Regions from separate parts of the Gossypium hirsutum genome. Here region 1 is linked to region 2. The links are chromatin contacts, called in public Hi-C maps. All regions are on one chromosome and are shown on one strand. Each heading gives the region's core, a stretch centred on a gene start, on an enhancer-like site or on the middle of the called end of the contact. The rest is flanking DNA. Distances are from core to core; before and after follow the strand shown.

Region 1 (6,119 bases), core at 128-2,627, 200 kb after region 2:
TATAATTACTTTTAATAATCATTTGTATTTCTCTGTTTTAATCCAAATATATATCTCATTGAATACTTTTATTATTATTATTTTTTTAACCTCACAAAAAATAATAATGAAGTGAGATAAGCAGTGTGAAAGACAGTATTGAGGGACTCGGTCCATTTTCTTCACTGGGTACCGGCTAATATTTCATGACTCATTAAAAGTGATGCCACGTGGCTACCTTAATAGTCCCTCGGGGCTCTTAAAATAGGAATTAATACGTAGTCAACTCTGTCATGAGCTAAACAACCGTTAGATTCGCGGTGGAATAATCGAAGGGTTAAGAAAAGAATTACCGGCACCATCCGGTTTTGTAGAAAAAATAAAAATAAAAAAGTTGGCCAACTGTTTTATATTAATAAAAAGGGAAGGACTACACGTGATTCCCGACTTTTAGTCAGCTTTGAGCCTATCTTTGAAATTCTTTTCAATGTAAAATTTGTTTAAATTAACATTCAATATCTCAAAATTTCAACTTTTTATCAACAGATTTGATTGGCTTAAGACATTTTCACTATGAATTAAAAAAAAAAACTAACACTAATGTTTCTAGATATCATCCATTCAAGTTTTGTTTTGTCTAATATGAAAATTGATTTAATTTTGCCATTCCTTTTGAGTTTCAATGTGAAAGGATAATATAAAAACTAAAATTGACTTCACCCATCACCCTAAGAGTTCAATCAGACCTCAATCCATGCCTACAAATATTTGCATTTCAAGAAAGCAAAATCAAAATGAAGTATGATACATAACGACTCCTCTTCTCCATGCCTAAGGAGGAAAAACTCAAGTACCAACTTCGAAATAAAACCAATACAAAAGAAACCTAAACATAACTATGCTTGTTGGGTTTGATTAGTAATAGTAAGAGTTTCTACTTTATATGGGCATCGTCAACGTTGTTGATAAGTTATTTCAAATCCCTCATTTACTCCTTTGGACCAAAACCAAATCTTACATCATTTTCTTCTCGCCTTGGGTCCAAAACTTCCAAGAAAAACAATAACAATACGATGCAAAAGCAATTAGGTTTAATTTTGGTCTTGTTCTCTCTTCTCTTTCCACATTTCAATTTCAGTCTCTTTCCTTTTAATCTAAAAAATCTACTCCAAATTAATAATTCAAAATGAATTGATAATCATTATAAAAAAATTATTTTTAAATTGGATTACGTATTAAATTTAAAATTATAAGGTTTTGTGTTTGAATTTAAATATATATAATGAACCATAGATTTTGGGAGGCTTTATATTGGCCATAGAATCAATTTTACTTTACAAAAATGCTATATAAGCCAGTTTAATTAAAGTTTTTAGATTGCACTTTAATTATTAAATTAGAAAGTAAAATTAGAGATTAAATTTAAAATGTGTAATCAGTACAGGGACTGAGAACAGAATTTAGATCTAACAATTATCAATGCTTTCTCCATGAAATTCTTAAAATCAATCTTAGCCGTTGGATTAAAACTCCACTACGGATTCCCATCATATCTATTACCCGGTCACCCGGTCATCGTTCAACCTTTATAATCAACCCTTGTTGCTCCCATATCTCTAACTCTTTGCCTTTCATCTTCATCCCCTCCTTTTTCGCAGGCTTCAATGACTTGCTGACCTCTCAAGTTACCTTCCCTGCAAAGCTTCGTTTCTGTTTCTTTAACCTCAAAATGGCGGTGGATCTGATGAGTTTTCCGAAGATGGATGATCAGATGGCGGTACAAGAGGTTGCATCGCAAGGCTTGAAGGGCATGGAACACCTGATCCGTCTCCTTTCTCACCAGTCCAAAAACGTCGACTGCACCGACCTCGCCGATCTCACCGTCTCTAAATTCAAAAAGGTCATTTCACTTCTCAACAGAACCGGTCACGCTCGGTTCAGACGCGGGCCGATTCAACCCCTTTCTTCCTCATCTTCCCCCTCGACATCATCCTCTGCTTCTCTGTCTGTTCCGAATTCTCAAAACAATCTAACTCTAACTTCTGCTGCGATCTCAACGCCGGCGAACATAAATACGGCGCTGGTCGGTACTTCGGTTATCAGTCCTTCTAGCTTCGTTCAATCGCAGCCGCAGAGTTTGACTCTGGACTTTACAAAACCTAATTTGTTTGGCTCCAACGGTAAAAGTACCGAGTTGGAGTTCACAAAAGAAAGCCTTAGCGTTTCCTCTAACTCTTCGTTTATGTCTTCTGCCATCACCAGAGATGGCAGCGTCTCGAACGGGAAGCAGGGATCATCTCTATTCTTGGCGCCGGCACTGGCCGTTTCGACGGGAAAGCCACCGCTATCGTCGACACCGTTCAAGAAGAGATGCCATGAACATGACCACTCCGATAACGTTTCCGGCAAGATATCTGGCTCCGGCAATAGCAAGTGCCATTGCTCAAAGCGAAGGTATATAATATTGTTTTCCTAGTTTTATCCTCCAATTCATGGCATATTTTAACCGTCAGTTTAGGTTTTTGACTTTTATGGGATACCGTAAGCAAAATTCAAAGTCGAATAATTTAAAGTAACTTAATGAGTTAACTCGAGTCGAGTTGCTTTGAAACCGGCCGAGTTTAGCTGGAATCAATATCATGTAGAATTATTGGTCAAAGCCTGGGGGATTGTTGAACAGTTTAGGCATATTAAATGATAGAGCGCGCGTGATAACGACAAAAGCTGTAATTTTAATTGGGAGTGGCAATCAAATTTCTGAACCTCGGTATTACAACTATTTTGTCTTATGAGATGCTTTTCAAGTTTGACTTTTCTTTTTGGTTGAATAAAGATAAAATAAAAAAAAAGAAGGGGGGGGACCATAGCACTGGTGGTGCATGCATGATAGGGAATCCTACTCCGCTTTATTATTTAAATCAAATTATTGCTTATGGTTTGTGTATTGGTTAATTGAATAATTTTCAGGAAAAATAGGGTGAAGAAAGTAATAAGGGTTCCTGCCATAAGTTCGAAGATCGCCGATATTCCACCAGACGAGTATTCATGGAGAAAATACGGGCAAAAGCCAATCAAGGGCTCCCCATTCCCGCGGTATCCTGCTGCTTTTCCTTTTTCAATATGCAACTTCATATCATTAGATCAAACGGTAGATAATTTGTTTTGACTTATTTTCTCAGAGGATATTACAAGTGCAGTAGCGTTAGAGGGTGCCCCGCGAGGAAACACGTGGAGCGAGCACCTGATGATCCGTCAATGTTGATTGTAACGTACGAAGGGGAGCACCGACACACTCAACCCGCAATGCAGGAGAATATGGCTCCTGCCGCAGGAATGGACTGGTCTTCGAGTCAACGTGATAATAAGCAAATATCAATCTAAACTAATTTATACATAAAAAAAGAGTTTAGTGGTGTTTTGTAATATTTTGAAGTAGGCTGGGGCAATTGGATGTATATTGGTATTGTACTAATTGTAATTCCAAATTAAAAAGTAGACTGACAAAGTCGTAGAGATTATGCTTAAAGTAAAAGTTCTTTCTCTCTCTTCACTGTGTGTGGATGCAACGAATGAGATTCTGTGATAGTGAAGATTATATATGTTCTTTATTTTTTAAAAGGGTAATTACCTAGTAGTTGCGAAACTATGCTTTTTAAGTCAAACTCTATAAGTTCATAAAATGGTGATTTAATTATTAATTTTTTTTATTTATAAAAAGGTTAAAACAATCTTTTATTTTTTTCTCTGATTTGCATTAGAATAATTAAATAATAAAGTGATTATTTTATAGTTTTTTATAATTGGTGATTAAATTATAGTTAGGTAATCTCTATTGTAGTTTATCTTTTTTAAAATTATATTTGATTTATTGATGATGCGTGGTTGTATAGATAAAAATTGTTAAAGAAAATGTCCAATATTTATAGGAATGGGAGTGAAAAATAGGTAAAAGTTTGGTAGAGATTCTTGTATTAAGTGTCAAATTAGTGTAACAAAAAATACAATTTTAGGATTTTTTTTTTAAAAATCGAACCCATAAATATTTTTTATTAAATATTTATTAATTTATATACAAGTGAATTGAACTTTGGATTAGTAATTTTGCTGAATTTAGGATTAGTTAAGATACAAGAATTAAATTATAAAAGAGGTAAAAGTTCGATTATTATGAAATTTTATTAATTAGAGATGAAACAAGGACTAAAGTGGAAATTATACCACTTTAGAAATAATAATGGACGGTAAATAGGTGTTTTCATCATAATTCGGTTTAAAAATTTAAAGAAATAATAAATAAAAATAATGGAAAGTGGGGGAGCTGGTGGACAGAAAAAACAAAGGAAATATTTTTTTTTTCTACCATGGGAGATACGACTAGTGTGAAAGTACTAAAGGGAGATACGACTGTATGGGGGTGGAAAGGAAGGAATGAAGTTGCTCAAGTGGAAGTCTGAAGCTTGCTAGCAAAAAGGTGGAAGGACCAAACGGCAAAAGGGAAATATAAACTAGTGTGGGAAAAATATTTTGGTGAGATCCCTAACTCCAAACTTTGAAATTTCTATTTATTATAATGATCTATTGTGCTTGCTTTGGTTGAAATTTGTTGGAGCTGCACTTAGGATTTCGGTTAATAAAAAGAAATAAGATAATGTGGTAAGTTTCCCTTGAATTGTACACACTTACTCATTTAGTTAATTTCCAAGTTGAATTAAACTAGTTGGTGACTTCAATTAAGTTGTCTGAATTTTATGAACAAATTGTCAATTAGCTGCTGTTGATTTTTGGTTAGAAGCTAGTAAAACATGTTGGAAATTTGAAGAAATGGTTGTCTAAAATGGCTGTTGTTGGATTATGAGTTTAATTCATTTCTTTCTTGAATGGTTGATTGGTTATACTCTTATGCTGGTAAGTGTGATGAACATTGAGGGAAAAGTCTTGATGATTGTTAGTTATTAAGTGAGCTGCCGTGACATGCAAACCCTATGTATGTTGTCTGAATATGACTTATTGTTATGAAATTAAGATGTCCTGCTGCTGGAATTGATTAAATATTAATGTCCTAAGCTGTCATAACTACAATTAAGATGTTCTGCGATTGGAATTGAATAAAAAAATTAATATCCTAAGCTACAATTAAAAGATTTCATAGTTAAAATTAAGATGTCGTACTTTTATATTGTGATTAAAATGTAAGTTCTTATGTTGTCTTAAAACATTATTTGAAGCGGATTAATTACCCTAAACTAAACGATTTTAATAATGAAATTATGATATATTAAAGCGGCAATTTGAGAGGAGTTTATAATTATAATTTATTGTGATGCTGTGATTAAAATGTGTAACTTCGGCTTTGATATTTATAATGTGTCGCTAATATGTAAATTGAGTTTTATCTTGCTAATGAAATTGAGTGTCGCTCCGAGTAGGTTTTCTTGAAATTTTTGTTTACATGCTAGGTAAGTTGATCATTCTTCTAATAGATTCGGCTGGAAATTTCTTGATCATTTCTTTAAATTTGAAATTGATGGTATATAATGCTGCCAAATGTTGAATTATCATGCTATCCTATTTGGTTTTGAAAGCTGTTGTCGGTTGGTAATTAAGCAAGCCGTAGGCAGTTTTATTGAATTAATAATGCCCAATTGATATATGTTTAAGCAATTTGGTTACTATATTTGTAAGGTTGGTTTATTTGGGATGGGTGGTTTGTTAATGCTATTTGAAGTTTAAAATGTTAAAATCGATGATAGTTACATTAATATGTTGATTCGACTATTATGACGAAAATGTTGTCCAATTTTTTAAACACTTTTAAATGTGGTATTGACCGTTAAATATTTTTATTTAATATCGTTAATGTTGTACGAATGGAATTACTAGAAAAAAAATTGAATTGATCTTTTGAAGGCAATAAAATGATGTCTAGAATGAATGTTTTTGCAGCTCGGTTTGTACATGATGACACTGTCCAAATTGATATTTAGAACAATTCATTACGTGTGCCATAAGGTTGTTTGAAACGAAGTTTGTTGCTACTAAATTATCTTGTAAGTGATATCAAGTGAGCAGGAATAAATTGATGTTATAATAGAAATGTCATCTAAATGAATGTAAGTCTAGGATGTTGATAAATTTTATTA
Region 2 (6,215 bases), core at 2,390-4,889:
TATCACAACTATTTGTTGACAGTGATCATATTTATCATTAAAAAGACACATTGGTGACAATAAGATAAAATAAGATTGTATTGAGTGAACGGATTTAACTCAAATGAATCAAGAATATCATATGAGGGTAACGCACACATGACGAGGTCATTGGACAAAGCAGTTGGATGAATTGCTTTCGTAAATAGTATACAGTAGGGAGTTCTCAATCTTGGTACTTTTTGTGGACTGGCTCTATGATTAAGTGAATTGTGAATTATCTAAACAATATTTCTGGACATAATTGCAATTACTCGAGTCTAATTGTATATGTCTGATTAGTCCCTCCGCTAGCTCAACAAAAGCTTGATCGAAATGCATTTGAATCAAAAGAAAATTCCATGACTTTGGAAATAACTTAATTGAGATGATTTATTCAATCTGGAATTAAATTAGGCGGTCGTGAGAATTGTTTGACTAGAGAATTTGATTAAAAAATTTTCTTGAAATTTTAATTTGGAAAATCTCAATGATTTTTGAAAAAATTAATTTTGATCAAGTAAAATTAAATTAATAAAATTAATTAAAATAAATATGATATTTTGGGAAATCAATTTTCAAGTCAAATGACTGGTCCAATGGGTAATTAAACCTGAAAATTGGACATGAGATCGAAAATTGGGTCCAAGAACCCAAAATAAAGGCCCAAAAACTGGTTAAACTAGGCCTGGTATGTGAAACTAGCTCGACAATCCAACCAGTGGCTAAACCTGACTAGTCAATCCATCACTAGGCCGGACCAAAATGGAAACAGTCAAACCAGCTCAGGCTATCGCACTTGTGATGGCACCATTGGACACGACGATACCAGTGGTAGGGGTGGTGACATTCGAGTGGCCGACAAGTAGTCCTTTGTAAGTTGATCAATGGAAGAATCACACTCCTACTAGGACTTTACCAGATAATTTGATTTCATATTAACTATTCCAAAAATAATAGTTTTAATATTAAATTTAATTTAATACTTATTTTAATAGTATTTTATTAATTTAATATTAAACTAATTATCATAATATTAAATTAAATTTAATATTTATCTTGTAGATAAGTATTCTATTAATTCAATATATTTAATATTAAAATAAATCTAATATTTATCTTGATAAGTATTATATTAATCTAATATTAAAGTGATTAAATTTAATTATACTTCAACTCTCTAAACTCTCTCTATATAAAGAGACTCATGGGCCATTTTACAAATTAACCGTAAAGCTTAGAGAAATTACAAAATTACCCTACTGGTAATTTTGTGGAAAATTTTTTGATTCAAAGCAAACCCACACTTGGCAAACATGAGCTTGAGGATAACAGAGAAGACTACTCGATCGAAGCGTTCATCATAGATGAATCAAAATGGTACAATTTTTATTAAGAGTTTATTACTTTAGATATCACAACCACGTTCTTATTTTTGGAAAAAAAATTAAAACTTTGGTTTTTCCCTTAAACTTATTTTCCGCCACGTTTTCCAAACTCATTTTTCCAATAATAAATTGTCAGGTTAACTGCTTTAGCCTAAAACTCATTTTCTAAACTTGCATTTGAAAACATACATCAGGATTTCTCAAATAAAGTTCTATTCATCCTTTTAGCAACACCATTCTGCTGCAAGGTAACAATTGTGATATGTCTTTCTATTCCTTTTCATTTGCAGTAATCATTAAATTCACCTGAACAAAATTCGAGACCATTATCCGTTCTTTACCGTTTTACGAACCTCCCAATCTACTTTTCTAGAATTGAATTCCACATTTAAAGATCTCGAAGACTTCATTCTTATGCTTCAAGTGGTCGTCAATAAAAGTAAGAAGATATTTGCTACCTCATTAGAGACGACTAGAGTCGAACCCCATAAGTCAGAATGAATGTAGTCAAGGGTCCTTTTTTTCCTATGCACTGCCAAATCAAAGTTGACTTGAGTATGCTTTCCATAAATGCAATGCTTACAGAAATCTAACTTTCCAACTCTAGTGCCTGGTGGAAGATCTCTTTTATTTAAAACCGTGACACCCCACCCGGTGAAGCTTTAATGTTTGAATATTGCAAGAATTTCAGAATAGGTCCTGAGAAGGCTAAATGTTAGATTCGACTAAGAGTTAAAGTTTGCGAGTACTCCCTTGGGCGAAGTCTCTAAAGAGAATAGGTTGACGTGGTTCTATTCGCCCAAACAATGCTTTTGGCAGAAAAAGGTAAAGTAAATAGTTAGCTTAGGAGTAATAAGGGATCTCTAAGAAAAGAACTTAGTGAGTTGTCAAGGAATTTTAAGTATTAGAGATACAGTCGAAATGCATTGCATGCTAAGTTTGTCTAGTATGATCGTGGTTACGTCTTAACAAGTAGTTAGGAACAAACCATGAAATGAAATCATGGATGTTTATATAAATATATAAATGGATTTTCATACATGTTTCCTTACAGCCGTGAACCACCCATACGAAAACTTGATTAGGATTGTAACACGTGTCCAGTTATCATACAAAAAAGGGTTGTATAAAGGATTGTTAGTGGGTCAAATGTTTAGTCATTGATGAGTCAGCCATGCCACATTCAATTTGTCGTTATGATAGATTGATGCTACAATGCCAGTCTGTATATTGCAGAACCTACTGAATAAACAAAATCATTTCAATTGTGATTGCATTAGGTAAACCAAGACCCTCCATTTTTGGAACCTGCTTAAAACAAACACCATGTTATTAATTTCTCAGCATACATGCATAAATACACTGAGCTTATAATCAAATAATAATACTATAGTGGGCCATCATAGAAAGCAAAAGATCAATTAACCATAAAAAGAAAAAAAGAAAAAAAAGAAAGGGATAAATGGATGGTGACAAAAATGAAGGGTGTTGCACAAATAAAGCTACCTAATATGACAAAGGGATTGGCTTTCCACAAGATTCTCATTATCAACTCTTTTTTTAAATGATAAAGTCCCTTTTTTTTTTCAATAAAGTCCTATTTCATCATTAAGAAGACTTCATTTCAACCTTAATTGTGGTGGCCATCAATGTGCAGCAAAAGAATAATGTTTTTCCTTGCACTTGATTTTGATGCCATTGCATTAATTATGCTCATTGTTGTTGTATTTCTGTTATATTTAGTGCATTGACTTAACTCAAAATTGAATTATGTGATTTGTTTTTTCTTTTTTAAATGATTACGTGGTTAAATAAGCAAATACGGTGTTGTAAGATTATTCAGACTTTTTTTCATTACTTTCGTCATATTAATTTTAAAATGTCACATAATTTTCTATGTCATAATTAATTTTAAACAAAAACAATTTTACAAATTTGAGAAAATATAAAGAAAATTTAATTTCAAAACATTGGGTTTTGTTAAGAAAACACGAGATCTTTTTTTATTAATAACAATAATCATGGGTAAAAAATAATCATAAAATTCAAAAGTTTGAATCTTTTTTATTGTGCAAATCAAACTTAATTCAAGTTTAACTCGAACAAAAATGCTTACAACAACTTTAATATAAATATTTTAAGGATTCTATTAATTAAACTATAATTATTAAATGAACGGAATTGAGGAATTTTATAGAATTAAAAAGAAAGGACTGAATCTAAAATGTGAAAAAATACATGAACTGGAAGCATAATTAGAACATGAAACGTTCCAAATATATTGCTTACCAACTTTCGTATGTATTACGGAATTTAGATTAATCTTTAGTCAAATCAGGAAGAAACAAACAACATATGGCAATAATGAAATTACCTCCCAAATGTGGGCCTTTTTTTACATTAAAATATCATTTTAGATGCCTACTGCTATTGGCTAGTACTACTATATATGCCACACACTGCGAAATAATAACTAAGCCAAGTTGAAAGGAATAGCTAAACCCCCTTTCTGTCACTGTAACAGTGCGACGAATATGGGATATTCGGACTTTGAATTTGACGTAATCGTCGTAGGGGCGGGCGTCATGGGGAGCTCCACGGCGTACCAACTAGCCAAAAGAGGCCAAAAAACGCTACTCCTCGAGCAGTTTGACTTTCTCCACCATCGAGGTTCGTCTCACGGCGAGTCACGCACCATACGAGCAACGTACCCTGAAGACTACTACTTCGGCTTGGTCGATGAGTCCTATCGGTTGTGGGAGCAGGCTCAATCTGAAATCGGGTTCAAGGTTTACTTCAAGGCCCAACAGTTCGACATGGGTCCATCCGACACCAAGAGTCTCCTTTCTGTGATCGCTACTTGTCGAAAGAACGCCATCCGGTACCAAGTCCTCGATCACCGGGAAGTCGCTGAAAGATTTTCGGGACGGATCAATATACCGGAGGACTGGATTGGTGTGTCGTGCGAGCTTGGCGGCATCATCAAGCCCACCAAGGCAGTGTCAATGTTCCAAATGCTGGCTTTCAAGAATGGTGCATGCCTTAAGGACAACATCAAAGTGGTTAGCATAAACAAAGATGGTGACCGAGGACTGAAGGTAGCTGCAAGTAACGGTGAAATTTTTTGGGGCAAAAAATGTGTGGTGACAGTGGGTGGTTGGATGAGAAATTTGGTTAAAACGGTGTGCGGCATTGAACTTCCTATCCAACCATTGGAAACCAATGTATGTTATTGGCGGATTAAGGACGGACACGAGGTCGAGTATACAATTGGAAATGATTTTCCGACGTTCGCTAGCTACGGACATCCATACATTTATGGAACACCGTCACTGGAGTACCCGGGATTGATTAAAGTAGCAGTACATGGAGGCTATCAATGTAACCCAGACAAAAGGCCATGGGGACCAGGACTTGTGCCCGACTCATTAAAGCAATGGGTTGAGCAAAGATTCAAAGGGAAAGTCGATTCGAGCAAACCAGTCATAACTCAATTGTGTGTGTACTCGATGACACCTGATGAGGATTTCGTGATCGATTTTTTGGGAGGGGAGTTCGGGAAGGATGTGGTGATCGGAGGTGGGTTTTCAGGTCATGGGTTCAAGATGTCACCCGCGATAGGGAGGATATTGGCTGATTTAGCGCTTATAGGAAAGGCAAAGGGAGTTGAGCTAAAACAGTTCAGGATAGCAAGATTTGAGGAGAATCCTAGAGGGAACATTAAGGAATATGAAGATCAAGTTGGGTTATTAAAAAGTACATTGTGATTACTTGATTCTGTATGTGTTTTTCTTTCAGTTGCCATCAGCATCACCCTACTAATCTTTGCTTCTTTTTCTTTAGCTCTAGAATGAATAATCATCAAGAAAAATAAATAAAACTTCTATCATGTTGATAGAAAAATTTGCTCTTGAAAAGTGATTTAAGTATAGACACTAATTATTTAGATTAGAAGAATTTTTATTGCATTAATTTAAATTTAAAAGTTTTGGGCTTTAACCCATTGGTATGTATATATAAAAAGCCCTTTGACTTTCACAAATTATGCATTTCGGTCCCTCACATAGTCACCATCTCATCAACCGATTACTGCCACCACCATACCCTCTGTCGACAAATCCCATCAACCACCCTGCTGCACACACCAGCTTCACCAAAGTCCCACGCCAGTGCTCCGTTATAAGCACCCTGCAACAAGAAGAAGTGGACGTTAGCAAAATTTTCAGAAAAAAAGAAGACAGCAGTAGCACAGCAAGATTCTTGGTTTGTCTGAGCTAACCCAGAAGCCAAAACCTCCGTTACCAACACCAATCAAGCACCCCACTGCCTTCACCATTCAACACCTTGCCTCGTCTATACACTAGCTCCCCTCCCTCAATTAACCATTACCATCTCTAAACAGCAACCTCCTCAACTCGCCCAACTCCACCATTTCCATAGCCCTCTTGCAACACCTTAACTATCCATCATCATACTTCAGCACCAAGCCTAGCTCCCCAAACCATAACTCACAAACCCAGCAGCAAGCGAACAGAGACCAATAGAGAACCCAACCACAAATTCAACTAAAAGAAAAAAGAGAAAGGGACCTGAATCGAAGCCTGCAAAACCGAAAAGAAGGAAGAGCTTCATCCGAACCGCACCTCCAAACAGAGAAAAGTCGGTATTCAAAAAATAGTAAAAGAAATCGAAAAATAAAAAGAAACGCCACTAATCTTTTGGGTTCGGATCTCCAGTGCGGAGAATAACATACTGGAAAATCGAGGCGGTTGAACGGCGGTATTTGCAAATCGATCGTGATCCGAAGGG

What was found. A called contact is a pair of places that touch in the nucleus more often than the background predicts.
Region 1: a contact with region 2 is called in a Hi-C map of leaf, with 2.5 times the contacts expected there. The contact joins the promoter of LOC107962337 here to the promoter of LOC107962338 in region 2. A contact is called at or near these places in 16 of 34 Hi-C or Micro-C datasets (anther, callus, fibers and 4 more).

The regions. Positions count from the first base shown.
Region 1 is chrA06:45,945,041-45,951,159 of Gossypium_hirsutum_v2.1, forward strand. LOC107962337 (probable WRKY transcription factor 17) reads left to right here and starts at 1,378. Exons shown (of 4, transcript XM_041114704.1): 1 at 1,378-2,433; 2 at 2,947-3,072; 3 at 3,159-3,310; 4 at 3,313-3,525. The coding sequence starts at 1,709. The coding sequence ends at 3,338.
Region 2 is chrA06:45,747,481-45,753,695 of Gossypium_hirsutum_v2.1, forward strand. LOC107962338 (probable sarcosine oxidase) reads left to right here and starts at 3,640. Exons shown (of 1, transcript XM_016898681.2): 1 at 3,640-5,323. The coding sequence starts at 3,941. The coding sequence ends at 5,173. It overlaps LOC107962339 (a long non-coding RNA gene), which reads right to left. Exons shown (of 2, transcript XR_005928685.1): 1 at 6,160-6,215; 2 at 5,325-6,007.